2 separate regions of the Mus musculus genome follow, and region 1 is linked to region 2. Evidence: chromatin contacts called from public Micro-C data. All regions are on one chromosome and are shown on one strand. The core of a region is the stretch at or near the end of the contact, and the rest is flanking DNA. Distances in the headings are between cores, read along the strand shown. Region 1 holds the start of Galnt11 (polypeptide N-acetylgalactosaminyltransferase 11). Region 2 holds the start of Gbx1 (gastrulation brain homeobox 1).

Evidence for each region. Hi-C and Micro-C count contacts between places; a contact is called where the count stands out from the background.
Region 1: a contact with region 2 is called in a Micro-C map of the G1E-ER4 cell line. The contact joins the promoter of Galnt11 here to the promoter of Gbx1 in region 2. A contact is called at or near these places in 3 of 39 promoter capture datasets (the C10 cell line, hippocampal neurons and liver), 1 of 484 Hi-C or Micro-C datasets (the G1E-ER4 cell line) and 1 of 9 other capture datasets (liver).

Annotation. Positions count from the first base shown.
Region 1 is chr5:25,221,581-25,225,775 of GRCm38.p6, reverse strand. Galnt11 (polypeptide N-acetylgalactosaminyltransferase 11) reads right to left here and starts at 2,904. Exons shown (of 12, transcript NM_144908.4): 1 at 2,745-2,904.
Region 2 is chr5:24,523,977-24,528,237 of GRCm38.p6, reverse strand. It overlaps Gbx1 (gastrulation brain homeobox 1), which reads left to right and starts at 1,390. Exons shown (of 2, transcript NM_015739.2): 1 at 1,390-2,127. The coding sequence starts at 1,422.

The sequences.
Region 1 (4,195 bases), core at 1,655-4,154, 700 kb before region 2:
TAGGTTTCTCTGCAAGAACACCACTTCCTCTTAACCACTGAGCCATATTCCTAGCCTCACCTGAAAGACTTACAGGTCAGTGAATTGTAAGGGCTTTAAAGCTAGTGGAAGTTTAATTGTAGGAAAACAGACTGGAGCTCTGCCACTAAGAATAAACGTGTCAGGAATGAACTGGACTTGGTAGTTCACATTTACAACCCCAGCACTTGGGAAGCTGTAGCAGGAAGAATGTGACAACAGTTCGGGCCAGCCTGGGCTACAGAGTGAGACCCTATTGGGAAGTGGGATGAAAATCGCTAGCTAGTGTCTTTATGCAATTCTACTACCCAGCTTAGGGAAGAAGTCCTGACAGCTGTGTACAAAACGGTTTAGGATAGAGGGAGAAAATGTTTAGAATCAAGGAGTTAATGACAACAATCACAAGGAGAAGCCATCTTGGCTTGACCTTGGGCTGTGAAACTGAGTGGGGAAGGTAAAACAAAGACCAACTAACTACCTATACTGGTCAGCATGAATGGCGTCACCTAAGGAAGAAGAGGCTATAGCACCAAGCTTTCAAGTCTTGATGACCCAGAACAAGGGTCAGAGGTGAGCTGGTACATTGAAGATAGGGCAATGCCTTCACATTGGAACCCAGGCTTCACACAGAAACTTAAGACACACGGGAACTGTAGCTGAAGCTACAGAGAAACCAATGCAGAGCAGGTTTACGTAACAAAGGAAGAGCAGGTGCAGAGAACAGATACTGAACAGATCCTCTGGGACACTGGGAACTTTGGAGAAGAACCTAGGAAAAGACTTCCGAAGGGTTCCAAGGATGGAACACAGGGCCCCCAATGGAGGAGCTAGAGAAATTACCCAAGGAGCTAAAGAGATCTGCAACCCTATAGGTGGAACAACATTATGAACTAACCAGTACCCTGGAGCTCTTGTCTTTAGCTGCATATGTATCAAAAGATGACCTAAGCGGCCATCACTGGAAAAAGAGGCCCGTTGGACTTGCAAACTTTATATGCCCCAGTAGAGGGGAATGCCAGGGCCAAAAAGGGGGAGTGGGTGGGTATGGGGGACTTTTGGGATAGCATTGGAAATGTAAATGAGCTAAATACCTAGTAAAAAATTAAAAAAAAAAAAAGAAGAAGGGTTCCAAGGTACATCCAGAAGATGTGCTGACAAGCAATATGAAAGGCCATAAAGGTCACTGGAGACCAAGCCAGACAAGTGGAGCCATCAGACTCAGCAGTCAGTGCTTTTCAAACACGAACTAAGCAATTCAAACCTTCCATAGACATTCCAAAGACAGAAAGCAGAGAAACTATTTGCCAGGATTCTCTAGAGTAACAGAAATTATAGAATGGATTTCTCCATATAGAGAGAGGGGGGATTTATTAGAGTACTCCCGCAAGTCCAACAATGGCCGTCTACTGATGTCAAGTCCAAGAATCTAGTTGCTCATCCACAAAGCTGGAAGTCTCGGCTGTTCTTCAGCATACACTGGAATCCAGCATACAAACAGGCTCTAATGCCAGTGAAGGAATATGGACTTTCAAGTATGGGTGAGAGCAAGCAGGCAAAGAGGGGGCTTCCTTATTCCATAGCCTTTGTAAAGGCTGCCAGCAGAAGGTGTGGCCTTAGATTAAAGGTGGATCTTCCCACCTCAAAGATACAGATTAGAAATGCTCTCCCCACTTCAAATGATTTAATTCAGCAAAAATCTCTCACAGTTGTGTCTAGCCATTTTTGGTTGTCAAGTTGACAACCAAGAATAGCCTCAAACAGATACAGATAAAGGAAAGACCATGGATTCCAATTCAAATGAAGTATCTAAACCAGGTAAACTGAGAGACTGAAGAAGAGCAGGAGTCCCTGCCCTATGTTATAATGTCTGTCCTGAGTGATTGATTTTGGAAATATATGGCACTGCCTGTTAAGACAACACTGTGAATGTACCCGATGCCATTCAACTATACTAGTAAAATAATCAATAAACTTCATGTTAATTATACTTCACAAGAAAAATAGTAATATAAAATTGTTAAGAAACCTGGCAAGAAACAGCACAGAAATGTTAGAGATTTGATTCCAGGGCCATCAAATGAAAACTATAGACTACGGTATGGTGACATTTCAGTTGCAGAGCTCCGTGGCAGGCACATGCTGAGGGTAAGAAAGGCTTACTTCCTGTTTTTCTTAAAGCATTATTTCAAATAAAAGAAGAAATAAGTTTGAAGTAACTGTTTTGTTGGGCCCACGGACTAGAAAGCGTCTCCAGGGTCTCATTTTTTGTTTGAAGATAAGCAACCAACCAACATGATGGCTCTCAAAGTAAAAGGACAAGATCTGACAGACAGGTGGCGGGTCTTCCTATATTTATATTTAAAGCACTAGTTTGGGGTGTACGAAAACCATAAAAGGTAATTTTTTTAACAAGCATACTGCAAAGAAACATGCATCCTTTCTGTCTTCCAGCCTCCTGTACCGACGCGGTCTAAATCCTGACCGTAATAACAGCAATAAAGATAAAATCGGTATTTTTTTCTAGTAAATCACAACACTGGCTGGAGGTTACGGCCACCGAGAGAACGGCCATGCGCAGTACCCATCACTGCTGTTGAATCCGGAAGCAGCTCTGGCCTCCCAGGCCACCAAGCCTGCTCCAGCAGCCGCGTCCCTTCAGGCCGCAGCCCACGCTCAGGCGCCGACGTAGGCCGCGCGGGGTCAAGCGCCGCGGGCCGGCTACTCACCGCGACACCCGCAGGCCGGGATAGCGGCGCTCCAGGGCACGGGCTGCGGCATCTCCGCTCCCGCCACAGCCCGGGCCGAGCCGCACGAGCCGCGGCGCGCGACGCGGCCCACGACACGCAGCCTTGCGGAGCCCTCGCGTCACGGCACGCGTCACCGCACGCACGCCCTCGCCTCCGAGGATGACGTCACCGCCCGCGGCCTGGCGTCACGAGGCCCGGGCTCCTCCCCGCCCAGTGTGGAGCTGAGCTCTGTCCCATAGGGCCTTAGTGAAGTTCACTCCAGAGAGAAGCTTAGATGAGGGGACGACTTTTTCTTGGAGAGAATGTGAGGAAATTTAGCAGATCAAACAGAATGGTAAGGTTTTGGTAGTTGGTCCATTAATGCTGCTTTACATTGACGGGTATCTATATTAATCCTGTTATCTCACCATGCTATTCAGCCAAGACTTTTTTTTTTTAAATCCGTGATGTCTGGTAGAGCAATGGGACATATGTAAGGAGAAAATTCTGCGTCCCTTATTTTTAAGAAAGCAGCATCTCCTGAACCAATAAATTGTTCTAGCTAGCATTAACCCAGGATACTTCCCTCCTGCATTAACTGGCTGTGGTGACCGACTTTGACTTGAAATGCCCCACTGGGGCTTATGTGGAGCTTGGTGCCTGCTGGTGGTGCAATTGCCAAAGATTGTAGAAACTTTTTGGAGGTGGGGGTCAATCTAGAGGGAGAAGGATCAGGGATGTCCGAGGGTCTTACCTGGTCCAATTGTCCAAGTCTCCTTCTGGCTTCCTGCCCATCATGAAGTAAATAACCTACCCCATATACTGCTGTCATCCTGATGTTCTGCTCAAATGCGATGGCCAAGCAACCATGCAATAAACCCTCAGTAACCATGAACCAAAATAACTCTTTTCCCTTTAAGTTGTCAACACAGTGGCACAAAATTAACTCATATGTGGCCCTGCCAAATACTTACTAGTATTGTGAGGCTGTAGGATGCTCTGTGAGGTTACCTAGGTCTATCCTTAAGGCTGAAATCCTGATGGCCCTTATCTGTGTCCTTCCATGGCCATTGCCCTCAGTCAAACAGTTGCTGCTCAATGCCAAAGAAAGCATTTTTCATAGTTCCCATTCTTGTCCACACAGCATCTTAACGGGAACTCATGGTTGTTTAAGGGATGACTCTCTCACGAGAGGGCAATAGAACAGAAGCATTGTCATGCCATAACCATGTGTCTGCTATTGTTCCTGTATGTGTGACAACGTTCCTGACAGAAACTACTTAAGGGTTTATTTTGGCCACAGTGTGAGGTACAGCCTCTGCTGTGGTGGGTAAGCCATGGCAAGCAGAGGTCTAAGGTAGCCTGTGACACTTCACCCTCAGGAGGCCCAGAGAGGCTGGTGCTCATCTTACAACCTGGTTTGTTTTGTTTTTTTGTTTTGTTTTGTTTTT
Region 2 (4,261 bases), core at 141-2,640:
CATTAGCTAATAAAATACTTCTGCTTGGGACAAATGTCAGAGACCCAGCAGTCCCTTCAGCCCAGCTCTGTCCTCTTTGGGAGCTCAGTAGGTTTTCCTCTATATCTAAATAGGACCACTCGCACGCCTAAACTACATCCTGTTGAATTTGTCTGGCTTTGCTATTGCTCCTTTAGACTGTGAGGCTCTTCCTGACCGCACCTGAATAGTTCCCTAGTCCAAAGGCTGCACTTTTGCTGGACAGGCTTGCTCTCCATTTGCAACTTTGAGCCTCTCTTCTTGCTTGTCTTGTTCTCACTCTCTGACCTGAGGTGCTTATGCAGCCAAAAGCCAATGACTTTTGCCTCTAGAACGACAAGTCTGTTGCTGGGAATCAGAGGAGGGGGACAGTCAAGGCGGAATGGGGGAGGTGAGCAGAGTCATCTGCAATTAGCAGATAATTAGCGCTGCTGACCCTTGGGGCTCATCAGCGCTCCTAGGGCCAGCCCCCAGCAATCAGCCAGGGCAGGTCGAGAGTGTCAGGCCCGAGAATGAATAGGGCTCATCAGACGCGCTGGAGCCAGGGAGCCAATCAGGGAAATTAATGGGGAGAGAGAGAGAGAGAGAGAGAGAGAGAGAGAGAGAGAGAGAGAGAGAGAGAGAGAGAGAGAGAGAGAGAGAGAGAGCAGGGAATGAGAAAATAGACTGGGATAGAGAATCAAAAAGAGAGGAATAGGAATTTTAAAGGCGGCTAAAAGAGAGGAAAGTGAGAGGAAGAAAAAGAATGGAAAGGGTGGGAGAGAGGTGGATGGGGAAAGGTGAAGGAGGGGGAAGGGTAAGTACTTGGCCCTGTGTGGGCACCCAGGAATTCCCGCATAAGCGAGAAGTTGGAGATGGAGGAGAAATGAGGGAGAGGGAGCGAGAGCCAGAGCTTAGAGAACCGAGTCCCAGGCAGAGAGTGCGAAGGCACTGGGAAGACAGTAGGAAAGCGGTCGCCCACGAGTGGCCCCGGGCGCGCACGGGGCCCTGGGCGGAGAGCGCGCCCCCTGCTGCCCCGCGCCGCATCGGGGCTCCTAGGGATCGCCACTCGGTGCGCCCCGAGTCGCTCCTGGCGTCCTGCGCACCCCCGCCCCGCCCTGCCGCGCTCCTCTCGCCCTTCGAGCCGCGCCGAGCCCGGGCCGCGTGGGCTGAGCCGGGAGCACGTCCGGGCGCGGGGAGAGGACCTAGCCAGCTGCCGCCGCCGCCTCCTCGCCCGCCGCAAACTTTCACAAAGCCGCGGGTCCGGCCTCATCAATCTGCATTAATAATAGTTGGTTGGGCCGCGGGGGGCGGGCGGGGTCCCGGGCCGGCCGGGCCACTGAAAAGGCGCGGGGCGCGGGGCGCGGGAGCCGGGAGCGGCGGCGGGCGGAGGGAGCAAGTGAAGCGTAATTTGAGGAAGATGGATGAGTCCGGAGGGCGACACCCCCAACCCGCCCGCCCGCCCCCTCCCTCCTTATGAGCGAGAGAGCGCGGCGCCGGAGCCACACTGCGCCGAGCCCGCGCCCCGCCGCCACCTCGGCCCGCGCGCCCGCAGCGAGCCCTGCGTGTCCGCGCGGGGCGCACGGCGGGGCCCGGGCAGCGCCATGCAGAGAGCGGCAGGCGGCGGCGCCCCCGGGGGCAGCGGCGGGAGCAGCGGCGGCCCCGGCGCCGCCTTCTCCATCGACTCGCTCATCGGGCCGCCGCCGCCGCGCTCGGGCCACCTGCTCTACACCGGCTACCCCATGTTCATGCCCTACCGGCCGCTCGTGTTGCCGCAGGCGCTGGCCCCCGCGCCGCTGCCCGCCGGCCTGCCGCCGCTCGCCCCGCTCGCCTCGTTCGCCGGCCGCCTGAGCAATACCTTCTGCGCGGGGCTGGGCCAGGCGGTGCCCTCGATGGTGGCGCTGACCACTGCGCTGCCCAGCTTCGCAGAGCCCCCGGACGCCTACTACGGGCCCCCGGAGCTCGCCGCCGCCGCCGCCTCCACCGCCTCGCGAAGCAACCCGGAGCCCGCGGCCCGGCGCACTGACGGAGCGCTGGACGCTGAGGAGCTGCTGCCCGCGCGCGAGAAAGTGACTGAACCTCCGCCGCCCCCGCCTCCGCACTTCTCTGAGACTTTCCCGAGTCTACCGGGTAAGTGCTGGGACCGACACGGGTTTGACCGTCAGGAAGTCCCAGATCCGAGACCGGTCCAAAACTCCCGCCATCTGCTTGGAGCCCTGGAGTGCCGGACTCCAGATCGTACGCGGTGTTCAGTAGTGGACATCTCCAGGTCCCAAAGCCCTGCTCTTGCCCCGGAGCGCCTGAAGTCTCACCGGCAGTACGTTTCTCAAGGCATTATAGTCCACAAACCTCGCCCCATCTCTTTTTCAGAATCCCTTCGTTTTTTCTCCTCTCAAAGGTTGTATTCTTGAGGGCCTCAGCAGGACCCTAGGGTGACAGCATGTTAGGGTAACTGTCAGCTTAGTATGTGGGGACACGGTCTGAATCGACCCCTCAACACTCAACGATGGGAATGGGCTTTCTGGATGCAGGGCCTGGTGAGCCTGTGGCTTCCTTCACCTTAGCAGAGGTCGCTCTCAAAACTGGAGAACCAGGGAGGGTGCTGGACCAGGGCTGGCCAGGACTGGAAATGCTAAAGGCTGGCAGAACTGGGTGTGGCATAAAGACTTGGGAGTTGAGAATCCTGCTAAGATTCAGCTGAGCCATCATTTAAGAGCCCTGAGCTCTCCCCGGGAGGATGCCTTCTCCACAGAAACAGGGTGTAGTAAACGAACCCAATCAGACTCCATTCCCTTGAAGCCCTCTTGTCCTGACCTCAGTATCTACTCTAGAGCGGTTTCCTAGCCTGGAAGAGCCAGGTGTGCCGAGATCAAGGTTTCTGCAATCTGGTGAGTTCTAATTAAGAAAGCTAGCCCGTGCAAGGGTAGAGGGCTGGAACTTCCTTCACACTAAGACGAGCCCATTTCTGCTTCTCAGTCCATGGCACTTAGGTTGGGATGGGAAGGACCAGAAGGATTTGGAGGCTGACTATAGCAGAGGCAAGAAGAGGGTCCAAGAATCATTGGCTAGGACGGGCCATTCCTGATGTCCCTGCTGTGAAACTGCCCTCAGCGCTGCTCACTCTCAGATGCCAGCGGCTGTCAAGAAGCCTGCCTTCTATTTTTTTTTTTTTTTCTAATTTGGTTCTGGACGTTTTGGCTGTGGGGATTCTTCTGCTAATTCCTTTTCCAAACTGGTTGGCCCAAGAGAATCGGAAGTCAGAGCAGCATCTCCTTAGCAGACTAGAGCTCCCAGAGTTAGGAGACAGGATCTTCAGACCAGAGGGCAGGGCAGAGCTTGGAGGACGGAAACCGGCAGGAGGTTCCTAAGAAGGAAGGATTGGGATAGTTCAGAAGGGCTTGATACTGAAAAGATGCTGTGGAGGTCACAGGGCAGGAGACAAAACCAGGCACACATAAGAAAGCCCAGAGCTGGAGGGAGGCAGAAGGAACCCACAGGTGGAACTGAGCTGAGAGGGTGTGTCCTTATCACTGGAGAACAATCCGCCTCCCCACACTGCCAGCACCCTTCTGTTCTTTCTCTCTATAATGGAGGTTCTCTTCTGAAATAAACCCGATACCAACAATTAAACTAAATATATGGACAGAGAGGAAAAGGGCAGAAGAGAAATACTGAGAAAGAAGTAAGGAAAGACCTGTGGTGGGGGATGGGGTCTGGAGAGAGCTGTGGTGGGGGGTGGGGTCTGGAGATTGCGAACAGGGCATAGACTGTTTGTGGGAAGAGGAAGTCGGGCTGGGCTGAAATAAAAGTGAGCAAAGTCACTGAAAAGAGTGTGCGAGGAAGAGAGTTCTGTCATTGGAGAGCTGGGAGAAAGCTAAAGGAAGACCACTGGCAAGCTGAGTTTCAGTACCAGGAGTCTTATTCTCTAGATGGGATTTTAGGACTGATTCGATTAGTGGCTGAAGACACAGAGAAAGTAAGGATGAACACATCTCCTGATCTAAGAAAAATGGAGGGAGGGAGGGAGAGAGAGAGAGAGAGAGAGAGAGAGAGAGAGAGAGAGGAGAGAGAGAGAGAAGTTTGTGTGTGTGTGTGTGTGTGTGTGTGTGTGTGTGTGTGCATGTGTGTGCATGCCCATGCGCACGCGCGAGTGCTGCTGTTGAGCCTAGAGAAAGGGCTTTGTTGGCACTATAATGGGAAAGAGACCTTGCAGTGGAGTTTTGACAGTCTCTGTGCTGAAGGTCGTGCCCCACCCTGGGAAGAT